Linked DNA regions of Mus musculus: all the other regions are linked to region 1. A link is a contact called in public Hi-C, HiChIP or PLAC-seq and promoter capture Hi-C data. All regions are on one chromosome and are shown on one strand. Each heading gives the region's core, a stretch centred on a gene start, on an enhancer-like site or on the middle of the called end of the contact. The rest is flanking DNA. Distances are from core to core; before and after follow the strand shown.

Region 1 (2,618 bases), core at 38-2,537:
TCTAGAGTGTGCTACTGGAGTCAGTTCATCACAGCGGACGACCTCTGTCTGACTCCATTTTGGCTCAAGGACACTGCTAGGGATTGCATGACTGAACTGCTAAAGACACAAGCAGCAACCTTTGCTCCTGGTCTCCTGGGTGACCAAACCTCTCCTAACCCAGAGCTTGCTGGCAAAGCTTGTCTCCTGCAGTGTTTGTGCTCCTGGCTGATTGCTGCTACTGGCGCCCCCAAGTGCTGCAAGCCAGTCAGCGCGTCAGAGTGGTTCGCTCGGTGGCCCTCTGCCTCTGTGGAACAGTGCAGAGAACTCCGAGCCTCAAAGACTGACTTGAAAGGCTAGCCAAGGCCTCCGGGCGGGGGAGGGGTGGGAGTGGGGGTGGGGGAACGAGCGGGGCAGCGCTCAAGAGGCAGGACCAGAAGTTTCTGGCCCACTTCACCACCCACCCGGTTCCCCATCAGGCTTTTTATTCTTGCCTGGGATTTCCTCTTTGCAGAGGACGCGTTGGCACCCTAAAAGTGCCTCATCAAGCCTTGAGGTAGCACAAGTCGGGTCATTATCCCCTTCCTCACTCCTTGTTTGGATTAAAGTGTAATGTGTATATCGGGTTGGGCGAGGGATGAGGAAAACAGAAAGATTCAAGCACTTCAACGGGGGAAGAATGGTCCCTTATTCCCCCTCCTCTTTCTTTGGTCTTTTCGCCCCTCTTCCTTTAGTCCTCTTGCCTCCCCCTTTGTTCATCTCCCCCCCCCTATTCGAAGCGGAACCCCATAAAGCACCTACAGCCAGACAGTCTCACACAGCACATTAACCGAGAGGCTCAGGCTAAAATCTAACTGGGCTGTACACAGTCCACCAAGTTAACTTGCAGATGTTCTCCAGAGCTTTTCCAGCGCTCCTAGCTGGAGGCTGAAGCTGGGTGGGAGAAGTAAGAAGCCATGGTTAGTGGCAGTCACCACAAATAGGGACAACTTTTCCTCTTCATTTCTGCCTGTTTCCAAACTCCCATTCACTCTCGGAGCTGTGATCGTCCAGGAAGAGCTTTCCCGTGTTCTTCTGGAGGTGAACCCCAAGTTTTTAGTTGTAGAGTGAAGGAGGGATGGGAGGGTAGGAAAGGTGAGAGGCAGGAGAGACAGCCTCAGAAAGAGCGCCTGCTGGGGGAAGGGGAGGCAAGCGGGAGCGTGGGGTGGGGGAGAGAAACGTTTTCACTCTTTGTCACTCTTGAATTGGGGGCGGAGGAAAACCCACTGAGGAAAGCTATAAAAAGCTAAGAGGGCGGGGGAGAGCAGCAAGAGAGCACTGGCCCTCCGCGCAGCGCATCACTGCTTCGCTGGCAGGGCTTAGTGGCCCCGTGTGAACCAAGGGACAACTCCTAACCGCACCAGTGGGAGTGCGCTTGCTGGGACCTCCGCTCGCCTCAGCTCTCCAGAGTCCGGTGGAGGGGTTGGGGGAGACTCTGATCACCAGTCACAAACCCCGCGGACCTGGAAAAGAGGGACTTGAGTGGTGCAAAGGTTGAGAGCTAAAGCACAGGAGAGGACAGAGGAGCAGAGGAGCCGGGGGAAACAAGAGAAAAGAAAGGAAGAAAAAGAAAAAGAAGCAGCAGCTGGGGAGAACCCTGTGCGCGGTTAAGGGAGGATTCCATCACCGCGGAAAATCGTGCAAAAGCGCAAAGGTGCTGAACACCAAACGAAGCCGGCAGGGCGATCTGCAGGGCTGGGTCTAACAGCACCTTGGGTCACGCCTCCTTGGCGAGAAGGCGTCTGGCCTTTGATTGCTTCCAGGGACTGCAGAACTTCCTGCCCGTCAGAGGAGCGGGTCTCGCTGGGGTCGCGTTTGCTCCAGGCTTGAGGCTTGAGACTAAGTTCTTAAGAGTCCCGAGTGTCTGATCCAGGAAGGGTTGGGGGAACTGTGTCTGTGAGGAGCCCACGCGCCCCACGTGAGGGGTTGAGTGTCGGCGGGCGTCCTCACTCCCCTGGCATTCCCATCTTTTCAGGGCTCCACCCAACTCCGGGAACCCCTTACCCGGAGATGGCCGCGCTGATGCGGGTCAAGGATTCATCCCGCTGCCTTCTCCTACTGGCCGCGGTGCTGATGGTGGAGAGCTCACAGCTAGGCAGCTCGCGGGCCAAACTCAACTCCATCAAGTCCTCTCTAGGAGGGGAGACTCCTGCTCAGTCAGCCAACCGATCTGCAGGCATGAACCAAGGACTGGCTTTCGGCGGCAGTAAGAAGGGCAAAAGCCTGGGGCAGGTAGGAAACCCCCCCAAACACACTCTTCAGCCAGGAGAGGTAGGGATCAGAGCTTTTGCATCTGCAGCTTGCCTTTGAGCCCTGCAAAAGTCAAAGCCTTGCCCAAGCCAGGTGTGGCGCTTCTGGCTATTTGGGAGGGGGTTGCTGAAGCTGGGTCTGCAGGGGTACCAGGACTTGGGTGTTTTGCTGGTCGCTGGGATGCTGGGTTACAGCGGGAGGTTTAGAGTTCTGTCTCATCTTTGTGTTGAGACATGAGTACTTTTAAAGATCTAGTGCGTTTCTTTGGCAAAGGGGCCAGAATGGTCCTTCCATCCAACAGGAGGCTGCAATGGATGTGAACAGGAGCTGACATAGCAAATGGGATGTGC
Region 2 (2,618 bases), core at 80-2,579, 500 kb after region 1:
TCTCCCTTTTCGAGAGGCAAGTGCCTTTTCATGACCTTCCTTAAGCAGCATTGATGGCCCTGGGTGAGATGAGGTCTTAGTCAGCAGAAGTGGGAACTGAAACATTCTTAGTCATCATCTGCACCTGCCTTGTGGTCAGGGCTTTCTTGTAAAGCCTATTTTGCTGTGACATTCCGGGAAAGGTGTGTTCACCACAACCTTCTAGTGGAAGGTCCCTAGCATGCTATTCTAGCAAGGTCATTCAGTGGACATCTTATGTTCTCTAAGGTCACACATTCCCACAGTTAGAAGACAAATGATCTGAGATGGAAAGGACAGGTAAGGACAAAAGTTTGTCACTTAATCAAGATCATCTAAAGCTAAGTATGTATGTCAATGATAGAGCACTTGTCTAACATACATGGGCCCTGCGTTCCAGCTTCAACATCAGCATAAAAATAATAACACCAATAAAACTATGCAGCATTATTAAATATGGCACTAACAGATGTGACACAATCTGCTTTCTATTTTTCATGCACACACTTGCTTTTCTTTTCTTCCTGTCCTCTTCCTGAAGTAGCCAGCATGTTCATTACACACTATTCACAACAGCTAAGACACCAAGTTTGCCTAAGTGACCATCAACATATGAATGGGTAAAGAAAATGTGCTATACTAATCTTTGAAAATGCCACAAAGAAACATTACTTTGGAAGCATACTTAGCATATTATAGATGTGTGCGTGTGCGTGTGTGTGTGTGTGTGTGTGTGTGTGTGTGCATGTGTGTCTTAATTAGCGTTTTTACCACTGTGAACAGACACCATAACCAAGGCAACTCTTTTGAGGACAACATGTAATTGGAGCTGTCTTACAGGTTCAGAGGTTCAGTCCATTATCAAGGCAGAAGCTTGGCAGCATCCAGGCAGGCATGGTTCAAGAGAAGCTGAGAGTTGTACATCTTGTTCTGAAGGCAAACAGAAAACTGGCTTCCAGGGAGCAAAGTAAGATGAGGGTCTTAAAGCCCACATCCACAAGGACACACTTCATCCAACAAGGCCACACCTCTCTGGACCAAACATATTCAAACCATTACAGGGTATATATACTACGTGAAGCTGTGATCCATCAGTTGGTAATGCTCTCCTCAAAGGCCATAGACTAACAAAACCTCAGTGCCAGGCATGACTCCAACTTGAGTCAGTGATCAGTGGAGTACAGTTCAGAACCGTTTGGAAAATTCCATCAGACCCCTCCCCTCAGGAAGGGGAAGGCTAATTAACATTCCACAGGACAGACCAACAGTCCCCCTGCACGTGGGGGAGGCCTAGAGGGCAGCCACCTGCAGGGGGCGGGGTTAGGTCTAGAGCATGTAAACACTTTCTGTAGAACAGACCCTGGCACCACTGTCCCTAGAGACCAATCAATTTTAAAGTCACACTCTTCTGCCAATCACATTGTGGCTAATGGCTGCTGCTCTGAAAAGCTGTATAAAGACTGACCAAACAGGCCATGTTGGGAGCTATTAAGACAACTCCTGATCTCTAAATTGGGCCTCTCCCCACCGAGAAGAAAAAAGGGTCAAAAGCGGGCCACCGACACATGGATTCCGAGAACAACCTCGGGATGCTCCAGCCCTAAGTCATCACCGATGTCCTGACCACACCCTGATACCACCAAGTTCCTGCTTCCCCGTGTAGCTGCCAAAAGAAAGAATTTCTATTGCCCCCCCATAAGTACTTCTTTTGCTTGTATTGCCCTGCCCCTCCCACTGATAAGTATCTGAACTTCCCCTTTTGCTTGTGCATTTAAACCTCGGGCCTGGCTAATACATTTGGGGCTTTGATGCATTCCAGAACCTTTCCGTGTCATTATTCGCACAAGGCCCTCGTCCTTCTCTAACCCCCCCCCATTTGGTTCTTAGGAGGAGGCCCCTCAAGACCCTCGAAGAACCTGCTGGACGGGTCAAGGCTGGGGGGGGGGGAACCATCTCTCCTTGTAGGACCCCAACGCATCGGAACAATAAATTGCTCTTGTTTTTACATTGATTCTCAGCTCCACATGATTCACTCAGGGGTCCCACCCCCATAAGCTAAGGCTCCCCAGAGTCTTACACAAGACACTTCCAAAACAATACAGACTATTACCATATGCAAGCAAAACATTCATATGTTTTAACCGTACACAAAAATTAAAAATATTTAAATAAAGAAAAATATCCCTAATGAGACAATAGTGGTACTTTTATCTTGTGGGTAATGAACAGCTGTCTAGTTTGGCTTAAGACAAATTCATGCCTGGTGCTTTAAACCTAGTAAACTACCCATGTCTGGAGACCCAAGAGGAGAACCCACTACCACCGTCTTTCTACACCAATATAATTCTAACTGTATCCTTAACACTGATCCTTATGCCTACAGATAAGTGTAGCTATCATCCTCATCAAAGCAAGTTTTTTGTGAAAAAGATGGAGGTTGTTACAGAGCGACACAACTGTTCAAAAGGTAGAAAGTAATTTACTATGGTGTCTAAACCCAACTAACACAACTACAATGCAGTCACTACCCCTAAGGCTAAATGAGCATTTTGGAGGAAGGGGAGAAAAAGTTTTAAGAGCCAGAGGACAGATCTGTCACC
Region 3 (2,618 bases), core at 64-2,563, 350 kb after region 1:
TCAGTTTCCATCCAGGGACCACAAATGTGGGAATACATTTACATGAATTTGAAAAGAAAATATTTGTCCCACAAACACAGACACTGACATTTCAAATTGGGAAAATTAACAGAGATAAAAGTACTGCTGACATCATTTAGGAGAGAATAAGAACCATGCAATATTTTCCATTTATCCCCCCACCCCAGTAGACTCTATCTCTCTTCTTTATCTCACCCACAGGATAAAGCTCACCCTTCCTGTGTTAATCAGATTTTCTTTGTGTTGTTGTGATTAAAGTACTTGGGAAAAACAACTTAGAGGGAGAAGGATTTACTTTGGCTGGAAAATTGAGTTCATGGCCAGCTGGCTGTACTGTTATAGGCTTAAGGCAAGGTAGACTATCATGGCGATACAATGGGTCCTTTGGATGAGGATGCTTCTCATCTCATGACCCCTGGCAAACACAGATGAGTGAGAGAGTTAGAAAAGGGGCAGGGACAAGATTGCCTTCCCAGCGGTCCTCCAGTTGACCATTTTCTCCAACCTGGAAAAGTTCCTCCATCTCCTAAAGTCCCCATTACTCCAATAATGTCATCAACCAGCAACAAACCATTTTTCATGTAGCCAATAGGAGAACCCCAGTCTTAGAATTGTCAGATCCTCACCTACTGCTTTCCTTACTGCTAAGGACAAAGCTGCGCTGCATTTTCTACACTTCTTGTGCTACTGGACTTGTTGGGTTTGTTGCTGATGATGTAGTTTTTACTTCTGCATGAAGGTTGTTACAATAGCTACCTGTTTTTCCTTGTGTCCTCTCGTCTCTTTAATTCAAATAGATGAGACCAAGCTACCCAGCCACAGCCTGGAAGGATCTTAGTAACGCACCAGAGTCCCTGTCCCTATGACCTGCACTGAACTTATACAGAAGAAAAAGATTTTTATGTTGTTTCCAGTTCTCCGGTTGTTTGTTACAGTGTATAGTGTAACACTAGTAAACTACCCTTTGTTTCTTTTGCCTCAAATTTCTCTTTGCTTCATCATACACAAAATTTCTATCTAATACCAAACTAAAAGTACAGATAGGAACTGGGTTCTGCGTAAACTGACACAAAAATGCTATCCATCAACTGAAAAAAAAAATTCTGAGTGTGAATTTGGTGCTTGAATACCCAAGACGTAGTTACTGTCAAGCCTCACCACCGCCAAGAAACCTGTTACTCTTTGAACGTCTAAAATATTTTGTTTCATTGTCAAAGTGTCAGCCATGGCCAAGCCAGTAGGAACTTTGACAAAGGGTCTCTCAGCTGGAGTTCCTCTTTGCATTTTCCCATTCATGACTCATCTCATGGCCATCCTAAAGCCATTTCCTCCTTTGCTATCATAACTCACATGTAAGAACAGAAGTATTCTTACGGTAGGATGCTGACCTTGGAGATCCACAGAGAGGCTTCGGGATGAAAAGGAGATGAGATCATTTTGTGTGGAACTTACATCACTATGACTTCAGAATCATCAAAGTGCTAAATTAAGTTAGGCCATAACTTTGGGTCTTGATAGAAGTATACAAACACTCAACAGCATAATAGGCAACTCCACAGACCAGAGATGTGTGGCGAAAGAAGGAAACTCAAGTAGCCAAGTGGAATTAGTCTTATCTTGTAGCTATTACCGAGTTTCCCACATGTAACCTTTGGGAGCAGTCTGCTACAGTTATTTGGCGATTAAAAAACACAGGGAACTCATTAGAAATCCAAGCCCTGTTTGACACATTGGAATTTTCAACCATTGTTTCTAACTGCAACAGCGTAAAATAATAAACTTAGATGTTCTAAATGTGGCCTTTGGAACTTTCTGTGTTGATGCTATCATGAGCACACATATTAAAAGTGAAATGGAAGATGAATAGTTTGCAGGGTAAAGAAATATTTTCCATCTTCACAATCTATGGTTTCAAGGCTCCCTTAAGACCTTAAAATGAAGTCTACTTGGTGGTCTCAACTCTAACCCCCGGAGAATGTATTCCACATCTCCAACACAGAACACCTGATTCTGCAGAATTTGACACTTTCTTGCAGCCTCCACACAGAAGAACTGGGGGACCTGACATGCATGGAAATTAAATTATCTTCCACCCTAGAGATATGCTGTCCTCCCAGGTCAGGGTTACATGGAGGTCAAAGGAAGGAGCTCACATTTCAACCAAGTCTGACCTAGACGTGAATCAACAGAAAACACAGCTTTCTGAGTTTTTGACAAGATGCTACTTCTTATATGATACATCATTGTATAAATAGAATAGACGTACTAAATTAATCAACTTAAAAGGAAAAAAATATTTTATTTTTTCAAATTAGGTGGTTATCTCTAGAGTCTGGAGTTGCCTTTAAATAGTGAGTTTGCCATGAGTTTACAGATGTATAAACATGTCATAGAGTCAGTCAATGTCAGAGAGATCCAACCCTTATTATTTCAAAACCTGCCAAGAAACTTGGAATCCTTGTACTTGGTTTTGTTGATTGGTAATTCACAATCCCATGGATGCCAGGTGGCTCAGAAAGAGTTAAAACAGAAAAAGACAGGACTCATACTCAAGGTGTTCATAAAAACACAGAAACACTTTTAAAGTGATATAGATT
Region 4 (2,618 bases), core at 63-2,562, 320 kb before region 1:
CACATGAAGGGACTCATGTCTCCAGCTGCATATGTAGCAGAGGGTGGCCATGTCAGTCATCAATGGGAGGAGAGGCCCTTGGTCCTGTGAAGGTTCTGTGCCTCAGTGTAGGAGAATGCCATGGCCAGGAAGGGGGAAGTGAGTGGGTTGGTGAGCAGGAGGAGGAGGGAGGAGATAGGGGGGTTTTGGAGGGGAAACTAGGAAAGGGGATAACATTTAAAATGTAAATAAAGAAAATATCTAATAAAAAAGAAACCAAACAAACAAACAAACAAACAAAGAGTCTACAAATGAAGAATGAGCCATCTTATACACAGACTCAGTCTTTGGGTATTTCTATGTTGAGAAGAAGTCCTAAAAATACCACAGATTACATTTGTGATCCAATTTAGATGGGGCTTATTGTCAAAGCAGATCATTACTGAATAACACTAGGAGAAGGCACTTGAACTCTTTTCAAGGGAAGCTGTTTATGTTCAGACAGAAGTTAAAGCCATCTTCTTTGTGTGCGTTGCATCCTAAAACACACTCTGAGTACCACAGCCTTCTAAGTTGAGTTGGCTTGGCTATGTACTGCATTAAAAAAATAATCTATCTTAACTATTATTTAGATTGATTCTTTCCTTAAGATTTGCTTTAATTTTAATTATTTGTATGCACATATGTATGTGTGGGTCATTTGCCTATATGAGAGTGGGTACCCATGGAGGCCAATAGAGAGTGCTGCATACCTTGAAATTGGAGTTGTGAGCCATGTGGTATGTGTACTCTGAACTGAACTCAGGTCTCCTTTGAGAGCAGAACTCAGTCTTATGTGCTGAGTCACCTCTCTAGTTCTTGTTTGGAATGGTTCTGGAAACTACCCATTGTGAGATCTCCATCTAATCCTTACTGAAGCAGAAGTGCTCAGGGGTGACAGGACACAGAGCACAGTTTGGAGTTTTCAGAGGAATGGAGAGCTGTTCTAGAAGTCTCCTAAGAATACATTTTCCCTTGATGCGACTTCACCGTCTCCTGCCCATGGCATCTGGTATATCACAGATAAAGTGGTTTATGATGACTCTTTCACACACTGTGAAAGCTTCAGGATAAGTAACGTATATGAAATAGATAAGTACAGAAGACTCCATCTGAAAAATGACCAACAACAGGGATGCTCGAGCTATTTTAAGATTAAAAGAAAGCCAGGATCTACAAATCCACATTGCAGCTGGCTTCAGCAGTTGCTCTCTTGCCTCCTGGCACCTAGATGCATTGGTGAATTCCACAATGTTTGCACAAAGTGCCTATTAAACTTATTTTTAAGGAGGTGATTTGTGTTGAGGGGTTTGAAGGGCAAAAACTGTTGGAAAGGAAGTAAACACATCAAGTGTGGTCACACTCCTTAAAATGAAGTTTATAAACTTGAATAGGGTTTCCAGGAAACACAGGGAAACTATGGTCTCTATCATTGACCTGATGGCTGTCCAGAAGAGGACAACAGCCTGACAGCAGTCTTTTTTCAATTAGTTGTAACACACAGTGGACTGACTATCAAAATATTATGCCTTCATCTGCATTCTCACTTAAAATCACAGGGATGTAATGGTCCACATTTCTAGCCCATTCCAGCCGTCAATGAGTAGAAAAGCCCCCCAAACCATGCAATGTGAATTTCCTATCATAATAGAGTGAAAATTAATTCTGCTATTAATTCTCCCAGATAGGGCAATGTGGACAGACATTTAGCAATGAGTTATATTCTCAGTCTGCTTTTTTTCTAACATGCTATGAAAGATAGATTCATAAACAAACATCGAATATACCAGACTCCATGCTCCCCAATAAATCTTCATTATTTTAGTTCCTGCTCTGGGCCAAAAGAATGTTTTGCAATGTTTACAGATTTTTTTTTGGTAATCATTTTTATTTCTGTCACAGATAGGAACATATAATCCCTGTTCTCATGCTGGGGCCCAGGAACCATTATCAGTATTCAATTTCCAGTTTAATAAAATGTATATTTTTACTGGAAGATCCCAACCAAATTAATTGTTTTGGAACATAAACCATGGTAGGTGTGACATAGTTCCTCAATCCCTACTTGTTCTTTGAATCCATGTTGTTTTTGGGTGAGCAGAGTATGGCTAACAGTGAGTGTTCACTGTTAGGAAGTCAGAGAGCCTTTGTGATGTGATACCATGGTTGCATCAGGAAAAGGGGTTCAGCTACCTCACCTGGGTGGAAACCCCATGAGATGGAGAGATGACAGAGTGACAGGGATGAGGGGATGAGCTATGCCCTCTGCAGTGAGAAAATGTTGCACAATTTAGCTCACATCTTTCAAGATAAATTGGTCTCTGTGGCACAGATTATAAACTTGTGCTCAATGCTAGATGTGGTGGCGAAATGAAGAAAGGAATCAGTTGTTTCTTGTTCTCTATGTTTGTATGATTTTCACTACATATGCAAAGTAGGTACCAGATCTGGGAATGCAATTTTTTTTTGCTGGTTTTTCTTTCCTTCCTTCCTTTTTCTCATTAATTAATTTATTCACTTTATATCCCAATCACAGGTGCCCCTCTCTCCTCCCCTTCCAGTCCCACCCTCAAAAACCCCTTCTCCCATTACCCTCTTTG
Region 5 (2,618 bases), core at 82-2,581, 280 kb after region 1:
TATAAAAGATAAAATTCTCCTATTTCTTTTATTGTCCTTCATTTCATGAATTTTAGAGAAGATTATAAAATATTTCATCCACTGTCATGGGTCCTTATTCTGAGAAATTAACTAAAAGCTTCAGTAAACCACTAGAACTAAACACACATATTACAGCTCACCATTCACCACCGACAGAAGATACACTATTCCCAGGATCCATTACTATGAAGAGATGACAGCATGTCCACTTTGATAAAAGTAAAACTAAGGCTCAGAGAAAGAAAAACACTGTCCCAAATCTACTCACCTGTAAATGGTGGCCTCAATATTTGAATGGCCATCACAACCACCTTATTGGCATATACTGTTTGTTACACACCATCCTCATAGTTTCTAGTCCAGAGTGCCTAACCCTAACCCTAACCCTATCTGCACTTCTAGTGCCTTTTCTATGTAAATTGTTGATAGTTTTAAATAAGTATGAGGACCTGGAAAGGAAGAATGCTTCCCTCAAGTCAGGAGACCTGAAATACTGTTCACAAAAGAGGTGACCTTTGAACTGCACCCTTGAAATATGACTAAGAGTTTACTTAGCAGAGGAGACACCTAGGGCAAGGTTCCTGGAGCCAACACAAAGGGATAAGAACTCAATGTACATATTGGAAGGCAGGGGATTGACCTGGAGGAGACACAAGAAACTTTTCCTTCTTATTTCACTGAAATAAGAAGGCAGAAGAAAATGATAAAGACACAAATAAAATTAAGAGTCTAAGAAGAAAATGAAAAAAATAATTATTGCTTGCTAAGATCCAAACTGTCAATTTAATGTCCCAGTTCCAGGAAACCAAGGACAATTGTCATAAGTATTTTCTCATTGCTAGATTTCTTTAAAAATCATCACCTGAAAATTCACCTGAAGAAGTTCTGAATTTTACATATACCATTATTGTCTTTGCCGAACCAACTGCATCTTTCTTGCTTTTGTTTTTATCCATATCTTGAGTCCACTTAAGCTTTCCTCTGTACAAGGAGTCTCAGGAACACCCCTGACTTCATGGTCAGAGTCTAGATCTACTACTGAGCTTATACTCACCCCCAACTGTTGCTCATATTTTTTGGTACTAGCACTTCTTAAGAAGGGAGGGATCTGAACTGGTTGTTAAAAGTTGATCTTTATTAGTAGAGACAGTTAAACTTCAAGAGCTGTCACAATGTAATACTGCGGTATCTGTGGTTGTTTTGGAGTACAGCAAAAACACGTTGCACAATGCAAAACCCAGCTGCTTGTCTTTCCTGTGCAGTGAAGTATAATTCATTGGGGAGCTGATTTCTGGTTATTAGTGTACACCCATGCTCCAGTTCCACTCTCCCAAATAAAGTCTTTGTCTGACAGATGTGGAGCAATCTTCCCTAGACCATAGCTACATCTGGCACACATAGAATATCACTGTCAATATCCCAATGGCGTCACTATGTTTGCATCACATACTCTAATGTATCATCATGGTTCCTATCTGAGATAAAGGTTCAGAAAGATCTTAGTCTAGAACTATTTCGAGGATATAATTTCTCTGCTTACAAGAGGATAAGAGTTTCCATGAAGCAAACCAACTCATAACCCAGGTCACAATGAGAATGACTTGGAGCAAGATGCTCAGACACTGCCTCTCAGTTTTCCTCTCTGCAAGGCAAGACAGAGAATCCACGTCATAAAGCTTTCAGAAATAGTAATGTACTGTAGCTGTTAAATCAGTTAAGACATCTGGGGGTACTGGTACACACCCCTGATCCTAGCACTGGAATCAGGTGAGCGTCTGTGAATTCAAGGTCAACATAGACCATGTTGTCAGTTCTAGGACAGACAGGGCATTGCAGAGAGACCTTGTCTCTAAACAAACAAATGAATGAATGAATGAATCAGTTAGGATATAAGAAGCATAAAGTACTTACTAAACTTCAATATAAGATTGCAATTTTCCCTCAATTTGTTGAACTCTGTTGTTATGAAAAATTCAACGCTGTAGATATATTTAGTCCATTGTTTACCAAAATTAGATGAAAACCTTCCTAGTATTAGAGGACATTTGTATTGCACCAATCTGGGTGGTGTTTTGCAAGGATAAAAACAACTTGAACTTGTTCAGGGTACATTTGTTTCCATTTTGGTTTGTTGGCCTCCTGGGCATGCTGGACTTCAGAACAGTTAAGAAAACAAAAGAGTCTCCTGGAGTTGACAGTCTAGCAGGAAAAAATGAGGATGTTCTACCCAAGAACTGGGAACACAGTTTTGGAAATGAAATTATTTGCAGTGTAATGTTGAAGTGCTGTGTTCTTCCTGTGTTCTTTCTACTTGATTTATTTTCTGTATCTTAACAAGCTTCTTTCTTCTAGAATTCCAGGACTTTCAGTGAAGTATATAAGGATAGCCCCAACATAGAGCCATGAAAATGTCATGAGATTAATTTCATTGGTAGTGAAACTATTGTCTCTGCTGCCATCAGGGGGATACATGAAATTGTGTTTTTATAAAAATGGAGTTTCACAAAACAAAAACCAAATCTTAGTATACGTAAATTAAAGCTAAGTTATAGCACACGAAGAAATAGTGCTGATTCTGGAGAGAGAATACAGCTGTG

The links. Promoter capture Hi-C pulls out the DNA fragments that hold promoters and counts their contacts. Hi-C and Micro-C count contacts between places; a contact is called where the count stands out from the background. HiChIP or PLAC-seq counts read pairs in DNA pulled down with a chosen protein or histone mark.
Region 2: a contact with region 1 is called in a FOXA1 HiChIP or PLAC-seq map of pancreatic cancer cells. The contact joins the enhancer-like site here to the promoter of Dkk2 in region 1. A contact is called at or near these places in 7 of 39 promoter capture datasets (the 3T3-L1 cell line, 3T3-L1-derived adipocytes, embryonic stem cells and 3 more) and 2 of 115 datasets of contacts at active chromatin or transcription factors (embryonic forebrain and pancreatic cancer cells).
Region 3: a promoter capture Hi-C map of trophoblast stem cells shows a contact between it and region 1, with 4 times the contacts expected there. The contact joins the enhancer-like site here to the promoter of Dkk2 in region 1. A contact is called at or near these places in 9 of 39 promoter capture datasets (the 3T3-L1 cell line, 3T3-L1-derived adipocytes, embryonic stem cells and 5 more), 1 of 484 Hi-C or Micro-C datasets (embryonic fibroblasts) and 1 of 115 datasets of contacts at active chromatin or transcription factors (kidney).
Region 4: a contact with region 1 is called in a Hi-C map of uterus, with 4 times the contacts expected there. The contact joins the enhancer-like site here to the promoter of Dkk2 in region 1. A contact is called at or near these places in 2 of 39 promoter capture datasets (both in the 3T3-L1 cell line), 1 of 484 Hi-C or Micro-C datasets (uterus) and 1 of 115 datasets of contacts at active chromatin or transcription factors (the NIH/3T3 cell line).
Region 5: a promoter capture Hi-C map of 3T3-L1-derived adipocytes shows a contact between it and region 1, with 2.9 times the contacts expected there. The contact joins the enhancer-like site here to the promoter of Dkk2 in region 1. A contact is called at or near these places in 10 of 39 promoter capture datasets (the 3T3-L1 cell line, 3T3-L1-derived adipocytes, cranial neural crest and 5 more) and 1 of 484 Hi-C or Micro-C datasets (cortical neurons).

What each region holds. Positions count from the first base shown.
Region 1 is chr3:132,084,005-132,086,622 of GRCm38.p6, forward strand. Dkk2 (dickkopf WNT signaling pathway inhibitor 2) reads left to right here and starts at 1,288. Exons shown (of 4, transcript NM_020265.4): 1 at 1,288-2,250. The coding sequence starts at 2,029.
Region 2 is chr3:132,581,287-132,583,904 of GRCm38.p6, forward strand. No RefSeq gene overlaps it. Among named protein-coding and RNA genes, the nearest start is that of Gimd1, 47 kb to the right of the region's middle. Within about 2 kb of position 1,330, at least 13 of the 459 cell types and tissues checked have an H3K27ac peak or open chromatin away from gene starts, as enhancers often do. A contact at or near this core is called in pancreatic cancer cells, where this site is marked.
Region 3 is chr3:132,432,973-132,435,590 of GRCm38.p6, forward strand. No RefSeq gene overlaps it. Among named protein-coding and RNA genes, the nearest start is that of Gm30147, 45 kb to the right of the region's middle. Within about 2 kb of position 1,314, at least 2 of the 459 cell types and tissues checked have an H3K27ac peak or open chromatin away from gene starts, as enhancers often do. A contact at or near this core is called in trophoblast stem cells, where this site is marked.
Region 4 is chr3:131,768,824-131,771,441 of GRCm38.p6, forward strand. No RefSeq gene overlaps it. Among named protein-coding and RNA genes, the nearest start is that of Gm29865, 120 kb to the right of the region's middle. Within about 2 kb of position 1,313, at least 6 of the 459 cell types and tissues checked have an H3K27ac peak or open chromatin away from gene starts, as enhancers often do. A contact at or near this core is called in uterus, where this site is marked.
Region 5 is chr3:132,363,065-132,365,682 of GRCm38.p6, forward strand. No RefSeq gene overlaps it. Among named protein-coding and RNA genes, the nearest start is that of Gm30147, 120 kb to the right of the region's middle. Within about 2 kb of position 1,332, at least 2 of the 459 cell types and tissues checked have an H3K27ac peak or open chromatin away from gene starts, as enhancers often do. A contact at or near this core is called in 3T3-L1-derived adipocytes, where this site is marked.